Regions from separate parts of the Mus musculus genome. Here region 2 is linked to region 1. A link is a contact called in public HiChIP or PLAC-seq data. All regions are on one chromosome and are shown on one strand. Each heading gives the region's core, a stretch centred on a gene start, on an enhancer-like site or on the middle of the called end of the contact. The rest is flanking DNA. Distances are from core to core; before and after follow the strand shown. Region 1 overlaps Aopep (aminopeptidase O). Region 2 overlaps Aopep (aminopeptidase O).

What was found. HiChIP or PLAC-seq counts read pairs in DNA pulled down with a chosen protein or histone mark.
Region 2: an H3K4me3 HiChIP or PLAC-seq map of bone marrow-derived macrophages shows a contact between it and region 1, with 2.7 times the contacts expected there. The contact joins two enhancer-like sites. A contact is called at or near these places in 1 of 115 datasets of contacts at active chromatin or transcription factors (bone marrow-derived macrophages) and 3 of 9 other capture datasets (adipose tissue, liver and pancreatic islet).

Annotation. Positions count from the first base shown.
Region 1 is chr13:63,005,866-63,009,570 of GRCm38.p6, reverse strand. The region is part of intron 1 of Aopep (aminopeptidase O); the gene reads right to left. Among named protein-coding and RNA genes, the nearest start is that of Aopep, 43 kb to the right of the region's middle. Within about 2 kb of position 1,935, at least 5 of the 459 cell types and tissues checked have an H3K27ac peak or open chromatin away from gene starts, as enhancers often do. A contact at or near this core is called in bone marrow-derived macrophages, where this site is marked.
Region 2 is chr13:63,106,748-63,110,452 of GRCm38.p6, reverse strand. All of the region lies in intron 5 of Aopep (aminopeptidase O), which reads right to left. Among named protein-coding and RNA genes, the nearest start is that of Gm46422, 14 kb to the right of the region's middle. Within about 2 kb of position 1,617, at least 109 of the 459 cell types and tissues checked have an H3K27ac peak or open chromatin away from gene starts, as enhancers often do. A contact at or near this core is called in bone marrow-derived macrophages, where this site is marked.

The DNA of each region.
Region 1 (3,705 bases), core at 686-3,185:
CCAAGAAAAGACCTTAAAACAGCCTTTATGAATAAGAAGAGGTCCTTAGAGAACAAGTAAAGAAAAAAAAATTAAAGAAACCCATGAAAACACAAACAGTAAAAGGAGACAAACAAAACAGTTCAAGATATGAAAGTGGAAATAAAATAAAGAAAATATCCAATAAGGTAAAAAAGAAAGAGATGAGAGAAAGAAAGAAAGAAAGAAAGAAAGAAAGAAAGAAAGAAAGAAAGAAAGAAAGGGAAGGAGGGAGGGAGGGAGGAAGGGAGGGAGGGAGGGAGGGAGGGAGGGGAGAAAGAGAAAGTGGAAATAGAGTCAATATAGAAAACCCAAACTGAGAGAAATCTGGAAAAGCAAAATTTAAGAGCTTAAACAGGAACCTCACCAACAGAATACAGGAGATGGAAGAGAGACTCTCAAGCATTGAAGATACAAGAGAAGAAATGAATACCTTGGTCAAAGAAAATGTTAAATCTAAAAAAACTCCAGTTACAAAACATCCAGGAAATCTGGGCCACTAAAAGAAGACAAAATTTAAGACTAATAGGAATGAGGAAGGAAAAGAAACCCAGGTCAAAAGTAAATATTTTTAACAAAATCATAGAAAAAAAATTCCCTAACCTAAAAAAGGAGAGGCCTATCAAGGTAGAAGCATGAGAGAGACACAAGACAAGAGAAAAAGGTCAAGTAACTTAAGGACAGACATTAGAATAATACCTGACTTCTCAGTGGAGACTCTAAAAGCCAGAAGGCTCTGGACAGATGTTCTACAGACTCTAAGAGACCATGGATGTTACCCAAACCACTACACCACTCAGCAACACAGTCAATCACAATGGATGAAGAAAACAAGAGATTCCATGACCAAACTAAATTTAAGGAATGCTTATTTACAAATCTAGCTCTACAGAAGACACTAGGAGGAAAACTCCAACCTAAAAAGGTTAACCAGCCCAAGAAAACACAGGGAATAAATAATCCCAGACTAACAAATCAACATAGGTAAATTAATCTTAATGACCTAAGTTTAACTCCAAGAATCTTGTAAAAAGTTGGATGCAATAGGCACATTTGTAATCCCAGAATTTCTGAAATGAGATAAGGAGTGGAAACAAATAAACAAATCATCCTGAAGCTCAAGGATCATATAAACTGGAAATATACTGTAAAATACAGATATACCCTGCCTTAACAAGGTGAAAAGCGAAAACTCACTCCTGGAACTTGTCCTCTCATCTCCACACATGGGATGTGTTATGTACACACACACACACACACACACACACACACACACACTACCATCCCCACCACCATCCCCACCACAGTGACAACAACAAAATAACAGGAATCAACAAATACTGCTCATTGATATCTGTCATTATCAATGGTCTCAATTTCCCCATAAAAATACACAATATAACAGAATGGACACAATAACAAGATTCATCCTTCTGCTCCATCCAAAAAAACACACTTTAACATCAAGAATAGTAATCACTTCAGGGTGAAAGCATAGAAAAATATAGTCTTTTCTTTTTAATATATTTTTATTAGATATTTTCTTTATTTACATTTCAAATGTTATCCCCTTCCCTAGTTTCCCCTCCCCAAACCCCCTATTCCTTTCCCCCTCTCCCTGTTCCCCAACCCACCCAGTCCTGCTTCCTGGTCCTGGCATTCCCCTATACTGGGTCATAGAATCTTCACACGACCAAGGGCTTCTCCTCCTATTGAAGATCGACTAGGCTATCCTCTGCTACATAAGCAGCTGGAGCCATGAGGCCCATGTGTTTTCTTTGGTTGGTGGTTTAGTCCCAGGGAGCTCTGGAGATATTGGTTAGTTCATATTGTTGTTCCTCCTATGGGGCTGCAAACTCCTTCGGCTCCTTGGGTACTTCCTCTTCAGCTCCTTGGGTACTTCCTCTAGCTCTTTCATTGGGAACCCTATGTTCCATCCAATGGATGGCTGTAAGCATCCACTTCTGTATTTGTCAGGCACTGGCAGAGCCTCTCAAGAGACAGCTATATCAGGCTCCTGTCAGCAAGCTCTAAGCAAATGATTATGAGAAGCAAGCTGGTGTACCCATTTTAATATCTGACAAAATAGACCTCAAACCAAAACTAAGCTGAAGAGACAAAGAAGGGCACTACATACTTAAAGAAAAATATTCCACCAAGAGAACATTGCAATGTTTATTTTTTGTTTTTTATTTTTTTAAACATAGGGTCTCTCTTTGTAACCCTAGGTGTCCTGGAACTCAAAATGTAGACCAGGCTGTCCTCAAACATAAGAGATACACCTGCCTCTGCCTCCCAGGTGCTGGGATTAAAGGCACGGGCCACTTCCCAGCTCAGCATTGCAATCCTTAACAAATGTGCACTAAACAAAAGGGCACAATGTTCTTAAACAAAACACTATGACAGTTTAAATCACACATTGGCCCTCACACACTGATAGTGGGATACTTCAAAACCACACTCTTACAAAAGACAAATTATCTAGACTAGAGAAATGCTAGAGCTAACTGATGTCATAAACTAATGGGAATTAACAGATATTTATAGAACATTTTACCCAACCATAAAAGAATAGACCTTCTCCTCTGTACCTCACAGAACTTTCTCCAAAATTGACCACAGACACAAACACAAAGTCTCAACAGATACAAGAAAACTGAAATAAAACCCTTCATCTTATCTGATCATCACAAATCAAAGCTGGTTGTTAACAGAAACAACAGAAAGATTACAAACTCATGAAAACTGAACAATTCACTATGGAATGAAAGATTGGAGAATACAGAAATTGAGAAAGAAACTAGACTTTCTAGAATTGAATGAAAATATACATAACACACTAAACTTACAGGACACAATGAAAGCGCAGTTTTAAGAGACAAGTTCATAGGTCTAAGTAACTACATTAAAAAAAAACCCAAATCATGGAGAAATCTCATACTATCAAAATAGCACACCTGCAAGCTCTAGAACAAAAAGAAGAAATCACAGTAACAAAGGAGGTGATTATAAGAAATAACCAAACTCAGGGCTGAAATCAATAACATAGAAACAAAACAACACACACACATACACAGTGAAACAGAGAAATTAACTAAAAACCAAATGAACAAAATTAGAAATGAAAGGGGGGAACATAACAGACACTGAAGAAATTCAGAGAATAATAGTTTAAAAACCCATGCTCCACCAAATTGAAAAATCTAAATATATATATATATTTTTTTTTCTCAATAGGTACCACTTACCAAAGTTAAAGCAAGATCAGATAAGCAATTTAAACAGACCTATAACCCCTAGTGAAATAGAAGCAGTCATTAAAAGACCCCCCAAACAACAAAATTCCAGGGCCAGATGGTTTTAGTACAGAATTCTACCAGAATTTCAAATACAGGTTAATACTAGTACTCCTCAAATTATTCTACAAAATTGAAACAGAAGAAATATTGCCCAGTTCATTTTATGAGGCCACAGTTACCCTATCACCCAAACTATATAAAGTTACCCAACAAAGAAAGAGAATTATAGATGATTTTTATGAATGTAGATGCAAAATTCTCAATAAAATACTTGCAAACAGAATTCAAGGACATATCTTCTCAGAAATGTAGGGATGGTTCAACATAAGCAACTCAATAAATGAAATCCACCATATAAACAAACAAAAGGCAAGAACCAAGTGATCAT
Region 2 (3,705 bases), core at 368-2,867, 100 kb before region 1:
ACATAAAGAAGTTCAAAATGGAACTACCCACAACAGCTTAAAGACTTAGTTTGTCATAGTGGCTTATACCTGTGACCCCAGCACTGAAGGCAGGGCAAAGAGGGTTGGGGAGGGGGTGCTGAGTCAGGAAGATCATGAATTTGAGGTAAGCCTGGACTACATAGCAAGTTTCAGGCTAGCTTCAGCTACAGAATGAGAGTTTGTTTTAAAAATAAAACAAAACTCCCAAAGAAATAGGGGTAGCAATATATTTTAGCTGATAAAGGTGCTAGCCATCAGAATCAAGGCTGACAACCTTATAAGTTCTTATAGGACCCCCACATAGTGGAAGGAGAGGACTGACTCCTACAGCTGTCCTCTGAACTCCACATGCATGCTATAGTGCATATATATGAACTTACACAAGTTTTAAAAGCAATAAATTATCCAATGAGAAAAAAAATACAAGTACAACCCTCCCTCCATCCTCAACACACTTATCTGTGAGAATCCAATTCTGGGAGCAAGGTGCTGTGCTCACAAATAATACAAACAACAGAGAGTTATGTGCTGTGATTTCAATGAAGAGGAAAGAAAAGGTACCTGAGGCAGGTGGAGGGAGGGGCTGGCCCTTGGTGAATCTTATGGGAGGGACTGAACCTGGAAAGATCATGGACTTGGCAGAATGGAGGCCAGCAATGAGAAACCGCTGTTCAGTATTGAGCATGTAGGATATGTTCAAGGGGCCTGGGAGATGTCAGCCAAATATGCAGACTCTGGAAAGAAGCTTTTCTCACAGTACACAGTCCCTGTAAGGATGGCTCACCTCACAGTCATGCCACAAAGAGAAGTCTTTGCTCTAGCTCCTCCCTGCTATGCACACAAATGCCTGATGGTAAGATTCCTCTCCCTTCATTCTCAGGTTTCCCCTAGGCTTTCTTCAGGAGTCCTGAACAGAGAGCCCAGTGGTGACTGACATAAATGGACCTCCTGCTAAGCAGCAGGGACAGTATCACAAGTTCTGTTGGGGTATTTGGTGGTGGTGTGTGCTCTGCCTCCTGTATTATGAAAGTGTCACACTGTTAGGAGCTTGCCCACCCACAGGGAACCCTCTAAGGATAATTAGCACCTTTCCTAGAAAGGTCCTTTTCAGCTATTTCCCATAAAATAAATCTCATAAAAGAAAGAGGGGAGGGGGAGGGAAGGGAAGGGAAGGGGGAGGGGGGAGGGAAGGGGAGGGGAGGGTGAGGGGAAAGGGAAGGGGAGGGGAGGAGAGGGAGGGGAGGGGAGGGGACGGAGGGGAGGGGAGGGGAGGGAGCCAGCCTGCTGAGTCTAGGGGAGCCTTGGCCACCCATGTTTGGGGTACTTGAGAAGTGCAGGACTGATGGAACCAGATCCCGGGCTTCTTCATCGGCTGATAAGGGCTGTGGAGTGGAGGCTATTTGTCCAGGACAAGGAGCACATGGGAAGATAACAGTATCATTGTCTGTCTTTATCTTCTCTGCCCATCACCATTGCTCCATATACCCCAAGTGGTATTAATGTGCCCATTAGTCAGCAGCCATCTGCAGCTGCAGTCCCTCCTAAGGCTTGATGAGCTTTATGTCTGTCTGGTGACAGCAGCTGCAACTCTCCTCAAGCCACATCCTTCCCCTTGGTCATGAGGTCTCTTGCTGGCCACAAACACTTTGGCCAGAAGCCTCCCTAGTCAGCTTCGACCAGAAACTGCTACCACATACAGGGTTTTAGTTCACTAGCCTCTCTGAAGTGGATCCAGCTGGCCAAAGCAGGACCCAGGTGGTCAAGTCCAGAGAGTGTCACAGCATTTGGGCACAAGCTAAGAGGAACCGCCAAAGGGGTCATGTTGGAACATAGGATTCACAGATGCACACACTGACTCCTAAGCCACCCACTCATCTAGCACAACATGAGCTCAGCAACTAGCTGTGATTTTGAAGAATAATTGCTGACAAATGAAGCAAAAGCTGTCTCACTCTCTGAGAGTACTATCTATGTGGCATCCATAACCTACACATACCAACCTGAAATCTATTCAGCTCTGCTCCTTCCTGCTTCAGCCATGCAGCTGTTTATCCTCTTTACCTTGCTCTAATCCACCCTGTTCCCATCTCTGATCTCATTACTTCAGTGACACTGCTAGTCTGCTCTCCAGCCAGGGCCCAGTTCTCTCTTGAAAAGTCATGCCATAGCCCAGCCCCTCACTACTTAAGTCCACTCATTGGCCTGCTCAGAAGCTCAGACTTCTAGAAGGCCCTGCCTTACCTAATCCCTCATTTTATCTCAATCCTCCTCTCACTCTGTAGCCCAAGATATTCTAGAACTCATTCTGTGGTCTAGGCTAGCCCTGAGTACATGACAGTCATCCTGATCCAGCCTCCAAGTGCTGCCAACACATTCTACCCAGCCCCCAAAGTTCAAAACCGCTTCCAGACACACTCCGCCCTTCACATAGATTTCTTTCCACACTCCTGATCTTGTTGATGCCCCATTACCTTTAGACCTCAGCTTAGTGGTCTTATGGATCTAACCTACAATTTTGCTGGAAGCCTCTCGTTTAGCTCTAAACTTGTGTAATTATTTACCAGTCTGTAGTACTATATTTTTGAGAGTATGATCAAGAACATATTAATCCATCATGAATCCACAGAATTCAGACACATAATAAACCCTAATTACTTGTGCTAATTATACACGGAGAACTTAGGTACACTATTGCCCATTAGCTGCAGATGAGTGCACAAAAGCATGGAGTGTAGACTTGCCTTGCTTCAAGAACCACCAGATAGCACAAGAGGGATTCCACTGTGGCTGCCAGATCCTACAACGCTTAGAGTTTGTGATATTAGCAGGCTTCCCTGGGTTGCATCCACCAGAGACACATGAAAGACAGTGAGTCTCGACATTCAGTTGACTTGTTGGAGTAAATACAGCTGTGATAGTCTAGAGAAGGGCATGTCTCTAACTCAACTGCCAACCAGGGTCTTCCTGGTAAAAAGCTGAGGGAAATAAGGGGCAGCTGCTTGCATATGAGGTCAAGCTGAAGGTCCTGGTCAGGTGAGTTCTGGATTCATCAGGGCTGGCCCTAAGTAGAATCACATGCATACTTAAATGTGAATGCAACAACAGGGCAGATACAGAAGCTGTCATCGACTAGGTGGTATGTGAGCAATAGGATGTTATCTGGAAATGTAGAGGCCAGAAGTCTGAGGTGAGCACAACTGTTAAGGGCAGGGCCTTTTCCTGAGTACAGATGGCTACTTAACTGAATCTTCATATGATGGATAGACAACAGGCATCGAGAACAAGTACTTGAGAGTCTGCCATTCATGAGGTTCTCCTCAGATCTAACTGTCTCCTAACCCCACCCCACCCCCACCCTGTACCCCATCCCATTGGTAGACTAGGACATCAGAAGACAAAATCCCATGGGGGCACACAAACATTCAGTTCAAAGTGAAGGGGCAGGGCTTGACAACTGGAGGTACAGCCAAAAACTAAAGAATGCCAGCTACCACCAGAAAACAAAACAAAAACAAAAACAAAACCCATGAGCCCTGGGAGGATGTGTGGCCCTATCTACACCTTGATGCTAGCAGTGATGGATTCAGACTTCTGGCTTCCAGAATGATGAATCAATTTCTACTGTCACAGCAGGCACAGGAAATGATACAGCGTCCATAGCCATCTTTGGCCAAAGCCTTGGAA